Linked DNA regions of Anas platyrhynchos: region 1 is linked to region 2. Evidence: chromatin contacts called from public Hi-C data. All regions are on one chromosome and are shown on one strand. The core of a region is the stretch at or near the end of the contact, and the rest is flanking DNA. Distances in the headings are between cores, read along the strand shown. Region 1 overlaps NFATC3 (nuclear factor of activated T cells 3). Region 2 has its middle 57 kb from the start of ESRP2.

Evidence for each region. A called contact is a pair of places that touch in the nucleus more often than the background predicts.
Region 1: a contact with region 2 is called in a Hi-C map of skeletal muscle, with 2.0 times the contacts expected there. The contact joins two enhancer-like sites. A contact is called at or near these places in 2 of 8 Hi-C or Micro-C datasets (liver and skeletal muscle).

What each region holds. Positions count from the first base shown.
Region 1 is chr12:14,221,303-14,226,348 of IASCAAS_PekinDuck_T2T, forward strand. The region is part of intron 3 of NFATC3 (nuclear factor of activated T cells 3); the gene reads right to left. It overlaps LOC140003520 (a long non-coding RNA gene), which reads left to right. Exons shown (of 4, transcript XR_011812326.1): 4 at 1,240-3,256. Among named protein-coding and RNA genes, the nearest start is that of NFATC3, 28 kb to the right of the region's middle. Within about 2 kb of position 2,634, at least 1 of the 8 cell types and tissues checked has an H3K27ac peak or open chromatin away from gene starts, as enhancers often do.
Region 2 is chr12:14,175,618-14,180,362 of IASCAAS_PekinDuck_T2T, forward strand. No RefSeq gene overlaps it. Among named protein-coding and RNA genes, the nearest start is that of ESRP2, 57 kb to the left of the region's middle. Within about 2 kb of position 3,359, at least 2 of the 8 cell types and tissues checked have an H3K27ac peak or open chromatin away from gene starts, as enhancers often do.

The sequences.
Region 1 (5,046 bases), core at 1,384-3,883, 45 kb after region 2:
GATCTTCTGTGGACTGTTCACAGGAAAGTGGCGAAACTCATGGAAGAGAACTCCATTCAGATCTCTTAGACAATACCCCAACCACTGACTTAAAAGCTTAGCAGTAGATGGAAGTGTTTTTAATTAAAAAAAAAAAAATCATTCCCATTTCACAAAGGATTTAATGTTACAGAAAGTTAAATGTAGAATTTTAAAATTAAATATGTTGTAACAACCTACTTCCCCTTCCTGAAGCACGGTACTATTTTCAGTCATTTGATTATCTGATGTAGGAAAGAAAAGCATGCACACCAGAGAAGCATCCTCCTTCCTCTTTTGCTAATAGCTCATTGAGTAGACTGACTTAAAACCTTAAAATAGTATAGATCTCTGCAATTCTGAAAAATAAAAATAATGAGGTACGAAAGCAACAAGTGTTAACAAACTACTAGACATAGTGGCACAAGTCCAGGTTTAACAGCATTTTAAAGGTCATCACAAAGACAAATAGGTCCTGAAGAGAACCAAAGCCAAAAATAGCAGTGCATTACTGGCCATGATACCATCTGGCCATTCAACGTACGGAACATCCTTCAAGGTTTAAGAACCTGGATTTTTCTGTTTCTGAAATCTCAAATTTCCATGCTCACTGCTTGCAGTCAAGCCTGACTATTTAGATGCTAATTTCAGGCATATTTTGAGGAGTGTTTCAGCTCAGAGTCCTGTCCCATTCTATGCTACCAACAGAAGACCAAATCACAACTAAAATAGTGTTAGACTAACATTACAACTTCACGCTGTGCAGAATTACTGGCCACATCTAACTAGCCATCACCATACACAACCCATCTTCAGTTAGCGCTACACTAACAAGAAATCGTGCTATTTCTGAACCTCCAATTCCCAGTGCCAAATTACGCTATGGACAGCTTTTCAGATGAGCATTTCCAGGAAAACCCATGTAACTTGAAAAAAAACAAAACAAAAAAACTAATTCTACTTGGAAAAATAATTCAATAGTACCCTTCCTCATCTTAGTAACCACAACAACACAAGAAGCAGACAACCATGTCATTACTGATCCAGTATGCCATTTTCATTTTTTCCATGTTAATATGTAAATAATAATTGTATTGATTAAGTGTTCAAACATCTATTAGATGCATGTGGATGGGTTTTACTATCTATTTTGGGGGGGGTTCTAAGAGCTGATTACATGGCTCACACAGGCTGAGACTTACCTTCTGCATTTATTTGCAGGTTGTTGTCACCAACAATTAGAACTAGGATTAGAATCTGCCTTCTGGTGATGTATGAATAAAGGGAAGGACTTGAGACAAAGAAAAAAAAAAGCACACATAAGAACTGAAAAAATGGAAGGTGGGAAGAAGGGAAGGGTCATAAGACACAGAAAAAACAGTCTGTATACCATTCTCTATATCCTTCCTCAACCATAGGACTGCTGACCAGTCCATAGGTTGCATGATGATTGCATGATTCTCCCGTTGCAGCAGAATCAAGTACTGTGCAAATTTGGCTTATGGCAGAGATGAACAGCTCCTACCCTTGAGCCCATTGAAGTATGGCAAGAAGACTTATGGTACAGGCAAACTCCTAATAGGTACCCTTGCCCCAATTTTCTGTGGTAACTCACCACAGGACAGATATCCTCCTTGCGTGCAGAACAAGGAGCTCTTAGCTCCACTGCCCCTCAGTAAATCTCACTGCAAGGTTATCAAGAAGACTATCGTGGAGATCACCTTCCTCAACAGCAACAGGACATAAGGTTAATATATTTGTTGTGCACAACAGCTTGTGGAATTTCCTACTAGAAGATAGCATCGAATTTAAAATACTTAAGAGAACTCAGCAAATTGCAGAAGCTGATGTGAATTGCAGGAACACAACATACAATTATTTTTTAAATGAAACAAGTCATTTTAGATCAGGAAGCTAAAATACAAAAGCAAGAAACTATCCATGAGAGATCCTTATTGTGTTCCTGCCTGCTCTAAAATGCTTAAAAACCATTATCCGAGTGAAGTCTCATGAAAAACCTTAACCCTTTTAGAAAACAGTTAAATCTCACTCCAGCAAATTGTAAATGCAAACGTTATTTAATTATGTACAATTTGACCTGGCACAAGGGTGAGAAATTCAAGGAATTACAAACTTTCATTTAAGAGTTAGATGAAACGTAACAGCTATTTATTTAAAAGGCTTCTTAGATGGGTAGAATAAGTACTTTAACCTACTGAATTAGGTAGACAGTTCTCAGAGGCCTTCTCTGTCTCCTGACTACGCAACACAAGATTTCCCCACAGTTTGGATGAGAGAATTTCAAAACGTTACCCTTCCCATTGCTTACCATGCTGCCAAGTTATTTATTCCTTCCCTGTGACAAATGTCAGCCTTATCTTGCAATTTTTCTTAACAGGTAAAATAAGTAGTGCCAGATGACACGGATTAGCTGGAACACACTCCTAAGCAAGCACAGATTAAAATGACAGTTATCTGCTATTTTGAATGTTTTGCCATTGAAAAAACGAAAACAGTAGAATTTCAGCACACAATTCGCTTCCTTGAAGTCAATGGACTTACAAAACAAAACATGATGCTCAACTCATTTCATTTCCTCACATTTGGAAATAAGCTGATTAAATGTACTCACAGCAGATGATGCCAAATTTGTCAGAAGCTTAGTCTCCTAGCAACAGGTACAGTACAGTATTAGTAATAGATTAATGACATACGCTAATAGATTAATGGCTTGAAGCCATGTACTATCTTTATTTTAAATAACACATCAACTGCACGTGCAGAACTACAGAGGTTCCACAGTTTGGAAATTAAATGTTCTCCCTATAAAATACTGTGCAAAAGCAACAAAAACTCTGTAGCAAGGAAAAGCACATAGGCCTTGAGGCACGCACATCCTTTCTTGTCTCTGACACTGGTTAACTTACAGGCACAAGGAAACACCGAGTACTTTTTTTTTTTTTTTTTTTTTTGCAATGATCACCCACATGGACAGAACTGAATGTTGTAAAGCCAAGAGCACCAAACAGAAAGAAGTTAAGTCAGATACAAATAGCAATGCGTATTGTGAAGTGCATTTGTGTAATAACCTTCTGGAAGTGCTGGAAAAGCTTGCATCTTTATATTTAAATTGAGTAATTTATGTCTACTCACAGCTATTTAATGTTTACTTTCCACCAAACTTGGTCCTCAGCATACTGTTTTTACCAGCAGCAAATAAAAAGTTAATTCAAATCCTTGTTTTGTTTCATAACAACTTCCTCTCCCAACAAGCACAATAATTAATTTCTAATCCAGCTGGAAGAGACGAAATTGCAAAATAGAATATTGATTTGCATTCGTAGTCATTTTAATTGAGAGACGTAGCACCATGCATGTGTTTAAGCACGACACTGTGAAACAAACAAATACTACGCCCATTTTTAAAACAGCATTCTTGTAATAGCAAGGTATTTCACAATTCTAATTAGAATAAAGATCTTTGAAAATAATAAGTCACATAGAATACAGATCTGTGTTTTTTCTTTCTAATTTACATCTACCACTACAATTTAAAAGCATCTGGTTTTGCAAGCAAAAGGAAGCCTAGATATATTTGTCAAGTTTTATAACCATCAGCAAAATAAGTTCCTTTAAAACAAATATTAGTGCAAGATGTAAAAACCCAGGTGGAAAAAAAAAATAGTTCCCAAATGCTCAGCAGAGACTTATTTTGGCAGCTAAAATCTCCCAAGATTCTATCCTCATTAATGATGTGTTAAATTCCAGTGCCAGCACCTTGGCATGTGAAAATTGTATCTACTTGTTCTCCAGCAACTAAACACAATGCTCCACATGAAGAAATTTGCCCTGGCAACTACTTTCAGATTCCAGCCTAGCTCAGGCATCCTCACTTTTCTCTAGTATGCAGCACAGACTTACTTCCCTGCTGTGTATTCAATCATTGCCTCTACTGTGCTAAGAAATCTAGCAGGTCTGACAACAGAAGGTTTGAGCTGGTTGCACCGTGGCGTTGTCACCAGGAGAACACTGAGAAACTCTGTAGGGAACATGAGAGCTGGAAGAAGAGCTTAGATTAAGAATGAAAATGGAAGGATGATGAAAACTATTCAAGGAAGAAGAGATGTGATGAAGAGATCCAGCCTTTTTTTCGAGGGAGGGAAAGGAAAGATACAGACAAAAAAAGAGTCCTAAGAAGAAAACAGGAGGAATGAAAAAAATCAAGGTAAGGTATCAGAGCAGAAACAGAGTTGGATAAATAGCCTGAAGAATGCGACTAGGTGTCAGGTTAGGAGAAGAAATTTTTTAGTTGAAGAGCTTAGAAAGATTGCTTAGACAAGGAGAAAGGAACAGACAGTCCAATACATTTAAATTCTGCTGGTACATCTTTACTTATGCATGTGTAACTTCAGAGCTCTTCCAAAACTGATGTAATTACAAAGCATGACAGAATTTGCTTTCCAGTGAGGAATAAAAAAGTATAAGGAGAAAGAGTGATAATATAGTTTGAGCTAACAAACTATAGTATGAGTAGAAGAAACAATAGGGACTGATTATGCCAACTCTATTACCACTTTTGAGTCTGGTTTTAAATACTAACAAGTTACTTAAACTATTGGAATGGGACTAATATAACAAATACATTTTTAATTCCTCGATTGCTCTTGTAAAACACTAAGGACTGAAACCATGACTGCCATTTTCCTGTAAAAGAACAGGAAGTATCCTGGGTTTGGGAGAAGAAACAGACCTGTGGTAACCTTAAGGTAATTAGATTAATTCTCCCCCCCCCCCCCATTTATCCTTTATAGCTGTTGTTTCTTTTGACAGATAAGGTGAATAAGTGAAGAGACATTGCTTTCAGCCAAGGATGTGGCAAACTCACAAATCAAGGAATCTTAACAAACCCCATGATTCCCCAGCACAATCTTCCTTGTGTCCAGTGAGAAAGAGGGCAGTTCTGTTGCTATCTGGCACCATAGGTACTAAAGGAGACATAAGTGACTACCAGTAAACTAATCCAGAAGC
Region 2 (4,745 bases), core at 2,109-4,608:
GACCTCTTCTGGCAGGGCGAGACTGAGGACTCTCTGAGAAGTTATTTAAGCAGGCCCTGTGTTTGAGGCAGTCCTTTTGTGTGGTTCGGATGGTTCTGTACTGTTGCAGGAACATTGAATCAATTGTTTATATATAAATTATTGATTGGTTTTAAATTAATGAAACCAACACGAGAACAACACATGTTAAAAATGTCTAGGGTTCATCAACCACCATCTGTTACTTCAGTGAATTTGCTGGTGGGACATAAATAAGGCATTAGATGAACCTGAGTATCTTTTGGTAACAGCAAAAAAAAAAAAAAAAAAAAAAAAGAGCCGAAGAAGATGACTGTAAACATGAAATAACAGCAACAGAATGGAGTGAGATAACACAAACAGCTCTAACTGCAGACATTAGTGCCATTGTAGATTTATGCCGCAGATAACAGAAGTACTTGAATAGCCCTATCCTGCCTCCAGCTTAGTCATCCCCACACATTTGCTGCTTAGCAGCTTACTTCCCTTGTGAGTACAGGGAGGGCTGGGGACTTGTGGCCAGTGCCTCGTCCTAACCTGTCTAATGCTGGCTCCTGGGTTAGGGTTCCTAACTGGGAGGATCTGCATGTCACTGGTCCTTTTCTTCATCTCCTGAGGGGAATCTGGTATGAATTCACTATGTGGCATGAGAAATGATTATCCTTTCATTAGTACCTTAAATTTCCTCTAGTTTTAGACTGACTTTAAATGGCGAATCTATCTAGGATGGGGAGGGACACCCTTGATAAAACGGTCAGTGGTTTAGAAGTTTGAGTTACGGGAAAGGTTTATGATGAAACAGCTCATGATCGATATGCGGTATGCTGACAACTACTGAGACTGTAAAAGGTGTTCATCATAACTGATAAGGCTCCAAAATGCTTTAAATACATGACCTGAACTGTCAACCAAATATCGAGTTCTTGGAAGAGGGGATCGGTACTTAAGAGATTTTATGCTATCTCAGTGGGACGCAGCAGAAAATAACTTGATGGAGTTCAAATGGTGATTGCTTGATGCTACTTAAGAACACATTTACCTTAGTGGTCTGCACAAACTCAGGTAATTATGTAGCACCTACCTGAGACTCATTGGTATTTCAGCTAGAAGAAATTATATTTCTTAATCTCTTGACTTCCTGTGGTTACTATTAAACACTTGCTGCAATCTACCTTAGTGATGGTTGTCTCCTTGGTGACTTACATGCATTTTCTGCATGTATTTGAAATAATTGATAATGCAAAGTGTTTTTTAAAACAAGCTAAGTTACAGTGATACTGAAAAATTAGCAAATCCTAAGACCTCTTTGTTCATTTTACTAAAGCTTATTCAACTCTATGATGTTCTGTATCCTGTGAGCTATGGGGTTCAATATGCTCCCAGCACAGAGCCTCCAGTGTGGCCAGTAGTTACTGGAAGTTATTTTTGTGCCTGTGGCCCTTGTGCTGTCAACTCTTCTCCGGGCAGTGCTGCTTGAATGGGAACACACTTTGTTACTGTTGAGTAAGTGGGTGAAGTACTGGGGAACCAGGCCACTTGCTGAAGTCCCAGTTCATAGATCCACCGCGTGTTAGGACAAGGGATGCCTTGCTGTTATCCAGATTACTTTATCTAGCCAGAGTTAAGTGTGATTTAGATTGTGAATACAGTGTTTAACCATAGTGCTCAGAGTAAGCAGTTTGCTTTCTTTAAAAAGTCATAGGTGTAGAAATAACTAACAAACCAACCCCCATGTTTAGTCTAGTTGCATTTACGCTAGGGGAGAAAGCTCTCAATTTGTGCATTAAGCGTCTTGGCTCTTTTCCCCATCTGAGAAGAGCTACTTAAGGACTTAGCCTTTGTTTTTCTCCTTTTTGGTGGGGTATCCTTATCTTTTACAGCCAATATTCTCTCTCAAGTCTTCTAGAGAGTTTATATCAGTTTAATCTCTCTTGCTGTCCCCCTGCTTCCACACCCTCTTCCTGAGTAGGAGAGAGTTTGGCCATCCTGTTAGTTAAAATAAAGCCTCTTTCCCTTTTACGTGTATGTAAAATGTTGCCGTATCTTCAGCATCAGTTCTTTTACTAGACTGCTAGTTTTTTTATCTAATTCTCTCCTCTCTTTGATGGATAATGCTGCTTGCTGCAGAGCACTTTCACTGAGGCAGTATTCTGTGTCTGTCTGCAGAGAAAACAGCATGCTGCAGTCATACAGCTTATTACTGCCTCTTGAGAGACCAGACACTCGCTACCACTCAGCGGTAGCACATTGCCAACCTTTTCCTATTTGTAGCTTCCTAATGTTTCTCTTTTTAAAAGCAAATCTCCACTAAACTGTTTTTTCTGTCCTGCTCAGCCCTGTAACTAAGTGTATGTGAGTGACTGCTGTGTTAGCAGTGGCACCAGAAATTCAGACTTTGCTTGCTTTCAGCTGGAGATCTGTCAGTTCATCTTCTGGGAGAGGTTATTTCCTACCACTGTGGGGTTTTTCAGGAAAAGGTGCAAGGCAGTCTGGTCCTTAGTTAAGGTTTATCAGAAGTAGCAGCAGCAATGGCTTTACCGGCAGAAGGCACTAAAGAAGTTGCGAAGCTCCTGATCAGTTCTGCTTGATTCAGTGCAGGCAGGCCAAGGCTGTTTCCCCTGGTGACCTCTCTACACGTGATTTCATCTTCTATTGCTTCTTGCTTATGGTCATCTTGTGGGGGGTCATATTGCAAATAAAGTGACTCAAAATACACAGGAGGGAAATCATTCACATTGCATGTGATCCTAGATATACCTCTTGGGTGCAAACAGGAAGCTAAAATTAGTGTGTGCTGTAAATTTTTTGCTTTGTGCCCAATGTCTGTGTCTTCAGAAAGCTCATGAAGTATAACTTGGGCATGTGCTTCATGAGGACTCACACCTCATTTGCCAGGCAAAAGGGCTGCTGAAAATTCCTTGTAAGAAAAGAAGTAGTTGGCTAATTGTTCATAAACTTTTTTCTTACCCCACAAGAAACACAATGCTGCTTAAAAACTACCTTACAGAGTGGAAAGATAGAAGTGTAATGGCCTTTTTCATTTTCACTACTTTGTTTATGAAAGACTTAGTCACTGTTTAAATATTTAATGTCACCCACTATTGTACTGTATTTAGACTGGGTCCTTACAACCAAATGGATTTTTTGTTACAATTCATAGGATTCCATTTTATCCATCCAGCCTGAATGTTGTTGGAACTGCTAAGGGTTCACAGATTGCTGGAAAAAATCTTGAGCATAGCGTAATGCATGTGCAAGTGACATGTAGCAAGGAAGGCATGGTCCCTGCACTGGGATCCAGGAGGAAGGGCAAAAATGGCACAGAAAAAGAACAACAAACATTAGAACTTGCCCTGCTTGGCCAGTGGTATGTTTAACTCTTCCTTATCTAGGGGCTCTTTCATACAGCGTACGTGCTATCTAAAAAGAATTTCTGAGACCTTTGTGAGAGGTTTTTCTGTCCTCTGCTATAAAGCAGGGGTTGAGATTAACCTTCTGTAGCAGTAGAAGTCTGCAATTGGAAACAGACCCATTCAGTAAACAAACTCCCACCCCTCCCTCTCTTTTTTTTTTTTTTTCTTTTTTGGGGCTGGGGGTGGTGTATGTGTTCTCCTTTCTAGCAAAGGAAACCTCATTGATCCCCAGTGTCATTTCAGCAGCTGGATTAGTTCCACAGGGTTTCGTCTCAGTCAATCAGCATTTTAGACTCAGTGAAACTCTGCTGACAGCCACAAAATGTATGTCTCTTCCTCTGCCTGCAAACCACGATGTCATTCAGCCCAGTACTTGGCCAGTGTTGGATTGCTTGTTTCCTTCATTGTTTGTGCAACTTTTCCATTATAACTCCTGTCACTGGTGAGGTCAGATGACAATGATGACTTTCTTGGCATAACTTCTTTTTCCCCTCATATCCTTAGAAAAAATAATCCCATAGTAGCACTTAATTCAGTTTCAGAATTGCCTTATTTGTCCTATTGGGTTGATGACTTGCACTCCTCATCCAGCTACTGTGACCACAGCCCTGTGAATGCCACAGGGTAAGCAACCTGAGCACTCAGATGCTCACATAAAGTACGCTGAGTACATGTTGAATGAATGCCAATCTGCAAAAATGACATGAGCTGAAATTGTTTCAGATTTGTAAATAGTTGCACCTTAATTATGATTTTTAAAATGTCAGACCTTAATATGAAAACGTAATTCATGAAATCATAGAAAACTAGGGCTCTGGAGCAGTCTGTGCAGCAGCTTTGAAGGCACTTGTTCAAATGTCAAAAGACTGGAAAAATCTCTTCTTACATCATACTCACAGAATTTCCTACTTGAAAAGTGACATACTTCTAGAAGTTTGTCTTGTCTTTTTCCAACACATTGTGAGAGAAACTTGGCTGACAAAACCACCGAGGAGCTCATGAAATATTTACAAACAGATCCCTTTATTGCAGCGAGGAAAAACTTTTGATACATGTAAGAAAACTGGAATAACAGCTGTAATGTTGTATGTTTCTTGCAGTGTGGCTGCCAGCTTGGTAGACAGAATCAATCGTGTTTTGTATGAAGCTATATTAAATTTAGGAAGGGTACCTTCACCCTTCATGTCTTGTCCTGAAGAATGCTCAATACCAGATTAAACCCTCAAAGCAGATGGTGATGTTGATGCCAGTGCCATGGTAGCTTCACTCTTGCTGCTTGCACAAGAGTCAGAATGTGGAGGAACTTTCCAAGTC